Linked DNA regions of Gossypium hirsutum: region 2 is linked to region 1. The links are chromatin contacts, called in public Hi-C maps. All regions are on one chromosome and are shown on one strand. The core of a region is the stretch at or near the end of the contact, and the rest is flanking DNA. Distances in the headings are between cores, read along the strand shown.

What was found. A called contact is a pair of places that touch in the nucleus more often than the background predicts.
Region 2: a Hi-C map of leaf shows a contact between it and region 1, with 1.7 times the contacts expected there. The contact joins the enhancer-like site here to the promoter of LOC107954946 in region 1. A contact is called at or near these places in 3 of 34 Hi-C or Micro-C datasets (callus and leaf).

What each region holds. Positions count from the first base shown.
Region 1 is chrD07:52,046,148-52,053,075 of Gossypium_hirsutum_v2.1, forward strand. It overlaps LOC107954946 (nuclear pore complex protein NUP133), which reads right to left and starts at 2,839. Exons shown (of 8, transcript XM_041097817.1): 1 at 2,485-2,839; 2 at 1,316-1,440; 3 at 1-1,222. The coding sequence starts at 2,681.
Region 2 is chrD07:52,202,805-52,209,352 of Gossypium_hirsutum_v2.1, forward strand. No RefSeq gene overlaps it. Among protein-coding and RNA genes, the nearest start is that of LOC107954944, 33 kb to the right of the region's middle. Within about 2 kb of position 3,882, at least 1 of the 9 cell types and tissues checked has an H3K27ac peak or open chromatin away from gene starts, as enhancers often do. A contact at or near this core is called in leaf, where this site is marked.

The DNA of each region.
Region 1 (6,928 bases), core at 1,589-4,088:
TCAAGAACTTTCCCAGCATCATGAGGCAAATCAAATTGATAGAGTCGAGTAGAATTTCTGTGATAATGGGAGACTGTTGCAGTTCCTTCACCAGAAAGTACGATTGTTGATCCTGCGGGCTTGCCCCCTACTCGAAGTCTCATGGAGAATAAGAAGTCCTCATCCTCTACCCTTGCTTTTGGTATTATCACTTGGATTGGAGCCTTTTTCTCTAAAACTCTTTCATGTAAATCAGAGGACATGTTCACTTCAGACATATATTGCATGGTCAGAAGAGAATATTGAGTGTAACTTGAGCTGCTAACCCGATCCTTGCAGAAGGTGGCAACGAGAACAGTAATAACTTTACCATGATCATCCACCTGCAGGTCTAGAGGCCAGATTCGTTTTTGTCCAGCCAGATCCTTCTTAATTCCCAAATCACCATCATTACCAACAATTTCCTGAGACCAAAGCTTTGACACCTCTAAATCAGGAAAGAGCTTGATGTTGAAACAATGTATTTCATGATCTGTCAGCAGAAAAAATTGGCGGTTGGAGTCCGAAACAGAAAAGTATGGAAGACGCCATATCATTGACCTCGGATATCCCTTGCTCCCAACAAGTTGACCAACACCAGTGCCTTGGGATGATAAACTTTGTATGTTCTGGTGTACTTTATTTACTTGGATACCATTCGGGCTGCAGTAAAATTGCCAAAGTTCACCACTAGAACAACATGCAAGGGCAACACAGGCATTTTGGGTACCAGGAATTGCAGAAGCAATCAAAGAGTTGAAATAACTTGAGCCAGTAAAATTTGTTGCATGCCTGTTTGGGGTGGCATTGCTGTCAATACGTGAAGAAGTTACCAATAATTCATCAGAAGATGAACAGATGGTAACAGGAGCAGATCCCACATCAGCAAAGATGTCAGACCAGTATAAAACAGCTCGAGTTTTCTGGTTACACAAAACAATACCAGCAGAATAGCAATGGTGTGCAGCTCTATTTGTTACTTTCAAGGTGCTATCCCAATTGACAACAGAAAGCAACCAATTATTGCGGAGATAGGAATTTCTGCCAAGATCTGCATTTCCTAAAACATCAGAAGGAAGTTCAAGAATAACACATTTCTTTGGGGCTGTGAATGACAAATAACTCCAGATAAAAATTTTGTTCCCGTATATAATCCATGATAGGCATGTTCCCTTATCCATTCCGCCTGATATACAAAAATCAGCTGGAACAGATCACAAAGAAGCAACAAATTAGTTTTTCTAAAGAAACTGCATAGATCTGCACATGGTTGATGATAGGAACCAGCAATACTAACCAGGAACACGCCTCTGCAAAAAGCTGGTCTGTTCATCATGAACAACTTGTGGAAACTCTCCAACAAAAACTGGCTTAATTGGATCCACCCCATCCCCTTTATCATTCTTGTTTGCTGGTGGAATTCTGGGTACAATTGCACACAAAATGTTAAATATATTACTATTTACTAACCAGGAGTTTAAGCCACACACAGACACAGTAAGGAAGTGAATCTATAAACTCTGGAAATCTATAAAAAGGATTATGAGGCAGATACTTGCAGGAGCTATACTAAGGCATAGAGCTCCTTTCCTTTTTCCAGATTTCGATTTTTCATTTTTTTTTAGGAAGGAATTTTTTATAGGTCAATTGAGGTTTTTTCTGGTAACTTTGAAATTAAGCAGTGGTCCTATATAACTTTCTAGTTATTTTTTAGGTTAATTCAGTTAATAACTGGTTAAAGTTCAGAATTGTTTCTCTTTAAGTTTGAATTTTTCTAGACTAAAACTAACTCTAACGGGTTAGGCATTCTTTTGCTCAAATCCCCTACTCATCTAGCCACATGTTCTTTCCTCTACTGCTTTTTCATTAGTTTCAACAATAATCCCAATCAGACCTATACGTGGTATAAATTATAGTATCAGTTTGCCGTTTAAGCCATCAAGCAGCAAAACTAAATTATGTTTAACCAACAAATCATAGCAGGTTGAAACATTATTTTAAGAGTCCTAGACATTTTCAATAAAACACATGGAAGCAAGGCCAATCACCAGCCACTATTCTCTTTCTTTTTCAGTATAAGGCTCAAACTTCCTAGGATTACAAAGCATGATTACAATTTTCATGCCATGCTCGCATCCATAAGACATCACCGCCCACAAGAAGCAATAACCTTAACCGTGAAACAAATTCTATCCTCTACTCTTAAGGCTGTCCAGCATTAGATTCTTCTTTTCTTAACACTCAACAATTCACTTACCATCTTTGCTTGCCACATTCCCACATTTCTTCATCTTAATTCAAGAAGCCTAATTCCAAAACATTACTCACACGGGAATCCCTTTTTTGAAGCAAAAATGCAAAAGACAAAATTACGATCCCAAAATTCAAATTCAACTCCAACTATCTCAAAATCATAAGGCTCTTGCTCAATCAATAAAGCCTCAAAATGGAAAGTGGAAATCGTACCTAGCAAGAACAGACAAGCGAGGAGCCCAAGGAGCGGGAGTGCCGGTACTTGGGCGATCTGGAATCGAAGCTTGGTGCGCTGGTTTATTGTTCTCTGTAAGTGGAGTTGATGGAGAATCTGGTGCCCTTAGATTTGCCCCTACATTTCTCTCCTTCTGCGAGCTTAATTTGCTTCGCTTCAATCCTGGGGAGAACATTTTATCTGTTTTCTTCCACTGTTTTAGTTGTGCTTTTCCCTTTAATGGAGAGGTTTAATTTAGGGTTCATGAGGGTTTTTTCCCCTGTCTTTGGCAAAAAGAATGCGAGGCTTTCAAACTTGAAGTGGGAGAATTTTGAATTGCTTTCAGGGACTAGGTCACTAAAGGGAGGAGTGATCGCATGAGGTCTGCTTCATAGTGTTATGATTCATGGGCTTGATTTGAATCGTCCGATCCGTAACTACCCCTTCCTTTGCCACGTCAAATGTCAAACCAACTCTTTATTGTCTAGCTTTAATTATCATAGGCATTTGAAATCTCTAATTTTATCGGCGTTCTAAAATGGTTTAATATGGAAATAGCAAAATTCGAATCTCATATCAAATTCATCTGTTTAGAATAGAGCCATTTTTTTTGTGAAAAGTAGCTATTAATTTATCTATATATATTTATATATATAAACTATTAAAACATGTAATAATGTAACATAGAAAAAAAATTATATATTTTATTTGGCAATTCAAGGACCCCTAAAATAGAAATTTTTTTAAGACTATTTAAATTTTAAATTTATAATAGTAAAATTATACTTTAACCCTTTCAAAAATAATAAAATTTTAATTTGATTCTTTAAAATTATAAAGATATAGGTTATTAAAATAGTAAAGTCCTATTTTTACTAGCATAAAACAATATAATTTAATTTCTACCCTCAAAAGTTTTCTGGCTTGCCCCTGACCGTTGATGCTTTGGTCGTAGTAATGTTGGCGGAAAATAATCACAGGTGATTCGGATTTTGAGAAATGGTTAAATTTTTCCTATGATCCCTGTGATTGTCTAAAATTAAAAGTTTAATCCTTATACTTTTAAATAATTTTAAAGAACAAACCCGTAATAGCATTTTGCAAAATTAAAATTACGTCCAATCATAACGTATCGAATAAAGAAACATTTTCAGAAGATGAAGAAATTCTCTCCAACAATTCCCACAAAAAGGTATAAATAGAGATACCTAAAGAAGAAGAGAAGATTTTCCAAGGGAACAAAGTCTACCCGATGCTATATCTGCAATCAGAAAGGACACTTTGCAAAGACTTGTCCAAAAAATAAGAAAGGAGCCAAGATGATCCAGCAGATACAACAAAAATCGGGAGTTAAGATCACAGAAGATGATGATATTGAATCACTATTCTCCATTGATGATGAGCCCAATGATCAATCAATATGTGCGATTCAAAGTGTTAAATACAGTGATCCAGAATCTTCATCTAGTGAGATGTTCATGATCCAGTCTCAGATGCATTACCATTCTCTTCTATCAAACTCTCAAAGTCTCTCAAGCCCTGAAGTTATGGTACCACATGTTCGAGCTTTCATTTACTTGGGAAAATACAGTAAGCCCATTACTGCAATTGCATTCATTGACACTAGAGCCGCAGAAACCATCATGAATCTAGATGTTTTACCATCAGATTGGTGGGAGCCCCATACAAGATATTTCAGCTCAGCAGCGGGAAAAGTCTTTACAACAGACTTAAAGAGCAAGCCCATTAAGATCCAGTTTTTCCCTACCTGCTCCATTACTACTACAATACTGGGATCCAGACTTCCTGGAAAAGATCTTATTGTTGGTTTTGATCTCTATACCAAAGCCAAGTAATTAATAATCCTACCAGATGGATTAAGGTATAAGCAGATGTTCAAACCCTATGTGCCTATTCCTAGATTATTTATGATATATGCTGAGAAGATCCAGGAAATTGTTGAAAAATTAAGACTGCAAACATGTCCGGAATCTCACTCAGATTTTCTTCACAAATGCAACCATCCTTTATGGAGAAATTCTAAATTCTTCATTAAACTTCCTTTCAAGAAAAATGAAGACATCAATCCAACCAAAGCTAGCCATGTAGGAATGAATCCAGATCATTTGAAACTAGCTGAAAAGGAATGCCAATAGTTACAAGAAGAAGGATTGATTGAAACCTTAGACTCACAGTGGGCATGTGAAGCATTCTATGTCAACAAAATATCTGAACAAGCCAGAGGAAAATTAAGACTGGTAATTAATTATCAGCCTCTTAACCATTTCCTACAAGATGATAAATTTCCTTTGCCCAACAAGAATTGTATGTTCTCAAGTCTTGCAAAAGCCCGAGTTTTCTCCAAGTTTGATCTTAAAGCAGGATTTTGGCAATTGGGTATCAGTCTTGAAGATAGGCCCAAGATAGGATTTTGTATTCCAAACAAGCATTTTCAATAGACAATCATGCCTTTTGGATTAAAAACTGCCCCATCACTGTTTCAAAAAGCCATGATCAGAATTTTCTAGCCCATTATGGATCAAGCCTTGATCTACATTGACGATATATTATTGTACAGTTCAGATCAAGAGAGTCACGCCATCCTCCTTGAAAGATTTATGCAGATTGTACTTGAAAAGGGAATCATGCTTTCTAAAAGGAAAATGCAGACCAACAAAGAAGAAATAGAGTTCCTTGGGATGACGATCAAAGAAGGAAAGTACCAGCCTCTTCCAAGTATTGCTGAGGAATTAAAGAAATTTCCAGACAAAAATCTTTCTCAGAAACAAGTCCAGCAGTTTTTGGGAATTGTTAATTATCTTAGAGATTTTGTTCCAAAAATCTCAAAATTAACAAATCCTTTGAGGAAGATGCTAAAGAAAGATCCACCGCCTTGGAAGTCTAAGCAGACTCTTGCAATGCGATCATTAAAAGAAAAATTAGCTCATCTGCCACCACTACTAATTCCTTCAGAAGGAAAAAGAATCTTGCAGATAGATGCTAGTGACAAAATGTAATAGCCCGAATTTGGGCCTAGTCGAAACAGTGGTTTCGGGACCACAAATGTAATATTTTAAAATTTTCTACAGTAGGATATTATCCTTGGTATAGTAAAATAAGGAAATAAAGTAACAAAAAGGGAAATTTTGAGTCATGTCAACATTGAGAAGTATATTATGACATATTAATGCAATGAAGGATTAAATCGCGAAAGTGAGAAAAGTATTGTTGCCCAAGAGTAAATACTCAAAATTTGAGGGGTTAAAGTGTAAATATGAAAAAGTTGAAGGACCAAAGGTGTAAATATTTTAAGGGTGGAATGATCTAGAAACTAAGGAAAATGGATGAATTAGGACCAAATTGAACAAGATAAGAATTATAAGGGACTAAATCATAATTTTACCAAATTAAGTGTGACTCAATGATGGAATTTTAAAAGATTATGAAGGGAAAAATGGTCAATTAGAAGAGAGAGAAATCTAGAAGGCAATGGTGATGTTGGTTATATTTTAGATTAATTAATTAATTAATTATTAGTTTATTAATATTTTAATATAATTTTTAAATGATATTTTATTAATTCATTATTATTCTATTTAATATATATATGAAAGGAAAGATGAGGAATTATCATCTTCTTCCCCATGCAACCAACGTATGAAGAGGAAAGAAAGAAAGAAACTTTCTTTCTTTACAATTTGGTCCTTTTATCAAAAATTCACCATTTTCACTTAGAAATCAAAAGAATTTCCATATCCATCAAGAGAGAAAGATAACAAGGAGACTATGGGGAGCTAGAATATCAAGTTAGATTCAAGAAATAGAAGCTGGAGGAGAGAGAAAATCAAGTTAAAGATTGAAATCAATTGAGCAAGGTAAGAACATCAAGATTTCAATATATTTTTGAGTTTGATATTATTGAAAAGGTATGAAATTGATGTTAATGTAGAGTTTTATTATATAAGGTTTTATGTTCTTGGTATGTTAGTGAAGAGAAAATAAGAGAAAGTGATGAGAAATAGTGTAGAGAAAGAAAATAAGAGTGTTATAAACTTAGTAATCAATATTTTACACTAAAACAGTTTGGACAGCAGCAGTAGGTTCACTTTGAAAAATCACCAAAAATTGTGGGAATTGAATTAGAAGATGAATAAAATATGAAATTAAATATTATTGAGTCTAGTTTTTCATAGAAGAAACAGTGTAAGAAATAGAATTGTAAATCATGAGATATAATAAATTTTGTAAGACAATGTCAGAATGATTTCGGGCTCCCCTATTCTGACTTTGGAAAATCATCAAAAATTGAAGAAAAATAATTATGAGTTATAATTTATATTATTAGAATAATTAATGAATATATTTTCAAATTAAATAAACGGAAACATCATCCAAATTCTTTACAATTAGATAATTCATTTTTAGTGAAGAGTGGTCGGAACT
Region 2 (6,548 bases), core at 2,632-5,131, 160 kb after region 1:
AAGTAGGAATTCTTACTGATCTTTGCGAGTTAGAAACGGATTTTGACGGTGTTATGCTAAAACGTTGCAATGAATGGTTTGAACGAGGTGGAATTCAAGTTCGGGATTCAACAAATAAATTTGCAGCAAAAGAATACAAAAATTTTTGAAAAGGAAAAGTGGGAAATAAAATATAAAAGATGTATTTAAAGAAGAGAGAAAGAAATTCTAAATAGGATTGAAAAAGATAATCAAAATTTAGAGGGCTGATTTGGTAATTAAACCATTCTATTGAAATTAAAAAAAATAAAAGGGAATTAGCATGATTTGAACGTTGGTGCAGGGAGAATATATGCTAAGGCCTTACCACTGAACTAGTAGGCTTATTCTTGGCAATTCTCTTCCATATTTAATATATATACTAGCTTGAATTTGTTTCCTAGTTGCTGAAAAGTAAAAGAGGAAAAATGAAAAGAGTGAAACTTGAACTTTAGCTCTTTAGGGAGTTTACTAAGCTCTCTTCCACCTAGACTAAGACTCAATTCTTAATGGTTTTATTAATTCTAACCCTATGATTTTTGGGGTGTTACAAAAGAAATTCTTAGTGAAGGAAAAAGAGTATACTTATCTATAATAAGCATAACATTGCCTCATTGAAAACCTTACAAAGAAAATTCAGTGGGACAAAACATTGGTTAAGGGAAAAGGAGTATCGCGAGAATTTATTCTCCCTCATAACAACATCATGTAATATTTCATTCTACGTATTCAAATTTTGAATACTAGCTTTTCTAGTGATCGCTTGAACAAATTTGTTAAATGTTTATATCATCATTCTTCTGAATGTCATGTGATAAGTGCTAAAAGTAATTTTAACCTTATTCGTAGTGCATTTTTGGGTGATTATTTGATGTTAATTGTGAATTTTATGCTCCTAATCATTTAAATTCATGTTTTTATGCTTAATAGAGCACTTGGGAGCAAAAAGAGTGAAAAACGAGCAAAAAATTGAAAAATCAAAGCAAGCTACAATAGGCACACGAGCTGACCCATTCTACACAGCCGTGTGATCCACATGGGCTACCATACAACCATGTGGTAGGCCGTATCGGTTGTGCAGATTTGCACTCTGAATAGCGGAAAAATGCAATTTTTAAGTTTTTCGGGCATTTTAAGAAGTATATATGACAAAAATCAGAAGATAGGAGGGACCTATCATAGAATATTCAAGACAACAACTCGGAAAACACCATTGAAGCTGATTCTGAAGGAGATTTCCGTCAAGATTGAAGATTCTCAGTTGATTTCGTAGGAGATTATTATGAGTTTCTGTATTTCTTTCGGTTATACTATATCTTGGATGTTTCTATTTTGAAGCATAAACTAATTTTCTAAATACCTAGGGAGATGAACCCTATGATGAATTCTGTTGTTTGATTTTTATTTTATGCAATAAATTATTAGTTTCTTGTTCTCAATTATGTGTGTTTAATTCTTGGTTTAATATTTCTAGATTATTGATCTATGTTTGATGTGCTTAAATTAGAGGAGGAATAGACTCTGTTTAAGAAAAGATTTTGTGTAATTGAGTGGAGTTGCATGCAATCATAGAAATATGACGATATAAATCTACCAGGTGAGAGTCAAATCTAATAGGGGAATCTATAGCACGAGTTAATGCGATAATAGGTGTTTTAATTAAAAAGAAATTTTAATTAACCAACCTAGAGTCAGTTGCTCTTACTCTCGAAAGAGATGTTAGCATAATTTAGGGATTTCTATGGATCAATTTAGTAAGTAAAGAAATTGTGTAATTTAGATTGATAGTGACAGATGAAATCTAGGTGAATTCTTTCCTGAGTATTGTTTCTCTTCTTGGTTGTTAATCGTTTGTTTTCTTGTTTTGTTCTTTGTTGTGTTCGTTAGTTAATTAATTTAGTTAATTTTAGTTTTTTTTTAAATCAACCACTCGAATTATTAGGTTAAATAATAGAAAGACATTAATTACTAGCACTTTTAATCTTCGTGGGAACGATATCTTTGCCCACCATAGTTATATTATTAATAAATAGGTGCAGTTGCCTTAGTCAAATTTTTAGTTGGTTTCGTGGACATCATCATGAGAGAGGAAGAATTTTGAAAAATATATTTTAATCTCTTTAGGAGTTCTAACAATAATCATAGGAAACTTTTGATTATGATCCTCTTATACATATGCATGTTATATCATTTTATAATCTTCCTTCAACTATTATTCATTAAGTCGAATTTACCACATATGCTTAAATCAATTTAATTCATATAAATATTTACACAACTGTATTGAACAATTTCCTGAAAATTTCTGTATGCTTCTAGCATTCTAAATCCTTCAAGGATTTTAATATAAACTTCCACTATATAGTGATTCATATAAAAGTCTATAAGAACAATGATTAGAAGCATGTCAAATTTTTCGTAAACTGTCAAATTAATAAGATATCTAAAGGTTATTGCATCCTTTACATAAAATATCTTTTCAATGCTAGGACTTAGTGAAAAACTTCATTTTTCTTATTTCATTTTCGCAAAACTACTCATTTATATTTTACTGACTTTATACCTTTAGATGTTTAGACTACTAGTCCAAAAACTTCACGAATTAAATACTACTTGAATTGTGTTTTTCTATATTGGTCAATCTATTCCTCAAAATATTTATTCAAGATCCTCATTTTCTTTCATTATCTCAATAATACTATTGCATGCAAAACCATTGTCAACAACTTTCAATTTTCATGGTTCAATATTTTCTCGTATTAACATAATTTATCGAAATCTCTTTAGTTTCACTTGATTGTTCTACTATGTTTCACTTGATTGTTCTGTTGTGTTCCACTTGATTTCTAAAATTAGTATTATTTTTTTACCCCTTATATTATATGTATATTTTATACTTTTAGTATATATATTAAACATATATATAATAAAATCATAAATACTAAAAATTTTATCCCGCACGTTTGCGTGTAGAAATCACATGTTTAAAATATAGTTGTGTATTTAAAAATAATATACGATAAATGATGAAGAGTATGGTTTAGAAATAATTAATAATAACACACAAAATATGTATGATATAAAAAATAAAAAATTAGATTAAATTTATTCATATACACAAATATATATATATAATTAGAACACAAATATACTTATTAAGTTTCAAATAAAAACTAAAAATTGTTTTAGTTCAAATGGTGAATGAAAAAGTTTTATATGCATAGTGTCCTTGATTCAGATATTGTAAAAAGCTTAATAAATAGTATATATGTGAATATATATTTGGAGGACATTTAGTCTTTTTATTTAAAAAAGACCAATAAAAATATGTATATGACGAGATTTGAACTCACGCTAATTAGGTTAACAAAATTTTAAATTTACCACTTGACACTAACTTAGGATTGATGACAATACCCTGATAAATAATTGTACCCATTCAATAATCTTAATCTGATATATTCATGTGTTTAAATTCCATTTTACTTACAACTTAATCTAATTTTATTTAATATTATACATATTACATGTGTTATCATTTTTTAAGGATATTTCATGCCTTATTATTAATTAGTTTCAATTTATACAAACACAAATATATATTCTAAATACATGATTTCCACATGCATACACGTATGATAAAGTTTCTAGTATACATTTAACACATATGATGCATTAAAATAATAAATATGTGAATATATATCAAGATTATGTTCATAAATAAATTATAACTATATAAAAAATTGAAAAATAATTAGCACGAATTAAGATATATATACAAACTCATGGATATTAACACGTCTAGACTGCAAGGAAACAAATAGTTTGGGCTGGATAAGGTAAAACAAGTCTGCAGCTTAATGCCCCATTTGATACAATTTGGATTTGTAGTTTTGTGAAGCCCAGGTCTAGTGAACGAAATGTTTGTTTGGTTGCATGCTCAAAAAAGTTTAAATATGAAAAATAATTTGTAATTTTTTGAAATTTAAATTTTGAGATATCTTTTAAAATCGTGGTCCCTCCTTCTAATTTTACCATTAAAGTTTATAGTGTCAAAGATAAAATAACTTTTTAAGCTCTCAACATGTACAGTTTTTGTCGATTTGGTATTTACCCTTTAAAAGTACATAAAAATTTTAAAAAATTATTTTTTTATATTTTAAATAAAAATCATAAAGATTAAAAATAATAATAATTTTTTTAAATAAAAATTTATGAACAAAAATAAAACTCTTTAAAATTCAAAAATAAAAAATAAAAAAAATTAAATATTAAAAATTACAAAATTCAATGTTATATAAATTGGACTTTACCAACTAGTCAAACCAGGAACCAACTAGAGTATCAATCCAATGAGAGGTAAAAACTCGATTGACCCATGAACTGATACAAACTAGTTGAACCAACAGTTAAACCGATTTTGAACTAGTCTAACCAATTGGTTCACAGAATGATCGATCAACCAGTTTAATTTTGAACTAGTCTAACCAGTTTACTTCCTTGTTCCCAACTCTAAACGTCTTACGTAGCACCTTCTATAGGCATGTCAAAACCACAGATCCCCAATTGTGTTCTAGCTGTTTCAAAATTATATAACAATAAGAGGTACATGGAATGACTTAAGTTATCAGACTTTTTTGACATTAACACACCTGCGATTAGCCAAAGAGTATAAGTTATAGCATGATGTTCAATAACTTCAGGTGTTAGATTCTCTAAGAGATATTTAATTTGGCTCTTCAACCGTGTTAACTAAATCTGAAGTCCAGTAAAATGATACTTATGGTTGGTATCTATTCCCAATGTTGGAAAAGTACCTCCTTTAGATTTTACTCAAAACTTCCAGTTAGTAGATGCCTATCCACTAGAAGGTCCATCAGTAATGTTATATCTTCCAGTGTTATTGTTGCTTTAATGCCTAGGAAATGAAACGAGACAAACGAGATCCTATTATTTTTTCAATTCTCTAATCTGAGACAAACGAGACACCAAGGCGAAAAGGAAAGAAAAAAATTATTCAAAAATAAATTTTTAAATTAAATAAAATCTGTTTCGGGATTTTTTCCCCGCAGTTCAACAGATTTTATTCTCTATTTTGTTTTTATTTCCAAACAAATATTAAAATTAAATAAAATCTATTTCAGGGTTTGTTCTCACCGTTTAACAGATTTTATTCGATTTTGTTTCAAATTAAAAGTAAATAAAATCTGTTTCGGGATTTATTCCTGCCGTTCAACGGATTTTATTCAATTTTTATTTTATTTCCAAAAGGGAAATTAAAGTTAAATAAATTCTGTTTCGGGATTTATTCCCGTCGTTCAACAAATTTTATTCCAATTTTGATTTTATTTCCAAAACGAGCATTAAAATTAAAATAAAATCTGTTTTGGGATTTATTCCCACCGTTCAACGGATTGTATTCCAATTTTGATTTTATTTCCAAAAAATGAGTATTAAAATTAAAATAAAATCTGTTTTGAGATTTATTCCTGCTGTTCAACAGATTTTATTTCAATTTTGATTTTATTTCTAAAAACAAGTATTAAAATTAATATAAAATTTGTTTCGGAATTTATTCCCGCCGTTTAACAAGATCTTATTTGATTTGATTTTGTTTCCAATTTAGAATTAAATTAAATTAAATCTGTTCCGAGATCTATTCCCGCCATTTAACAATATTTTATTTGATTTTGTTTTGTTTCCAAATTAGAATTAAATTACATTAAATCTGTTTCAGGATTTATTCCCACCGTTTAACAAATTTTATTTTGATTTAATTACATAATTTTGTTTTGGGATTTAATCCTGCCGTTGAACAAAATTATTTTTGAGTTTGTTTCAAAATTTTAATTCTATCGTTTAACAAATCAAAGGAAAATTTTTCTGTTCATGGTGGCCTTGATTGTGGCTTTAAATTGTGAATTAAAAAGAAATTTATCAACAATGAATTAAAAAGACAATATGAGAATGCATGTCTAGGATTGGTTCTTTGAAAGGCTTAGTATTTAAGCATGCCGAGTGCACCACCTCTCTTTTAGGGTTACCTACCTGGTGCATCGTCTTATTGTACTTTTTATTAGACTTTATAAAACTTTTGTTTCGGGTTTAATTAGATTCTTGTCATCTAACAAAAGTTGATAAGTTTTCTAATTCTGGTCTTATTTCTTAACAGAAAATTGAAACTCCCACCAATTCAATCAATTCGCAATTTGAAGCTTTAGTTTAAAGGCAATCTTCGATCCAAAACTCAAAGTTGTCGGTGGAGGCTGCTGTAAGCCACAACGAGAAACCTACAAAATTCTCGAGACAAAATTTCAATACTTGGCAACAGAAAATGTTGTTTTATTTGACCATGTTGAACTTGGCGAAATTTTTTAAAGATGACCGTCCTACTGTTAAAGAGGGCGAGGTAGATGAAGTTACCGCTTTCACTTCTATTGAAGCTTGGAAACATTCTGATTTCTAGTGTCGAAACTACATCCTGAATGGATTGTCGGATGCACTGTACGAAGTGTACAATGTTAAGGAAA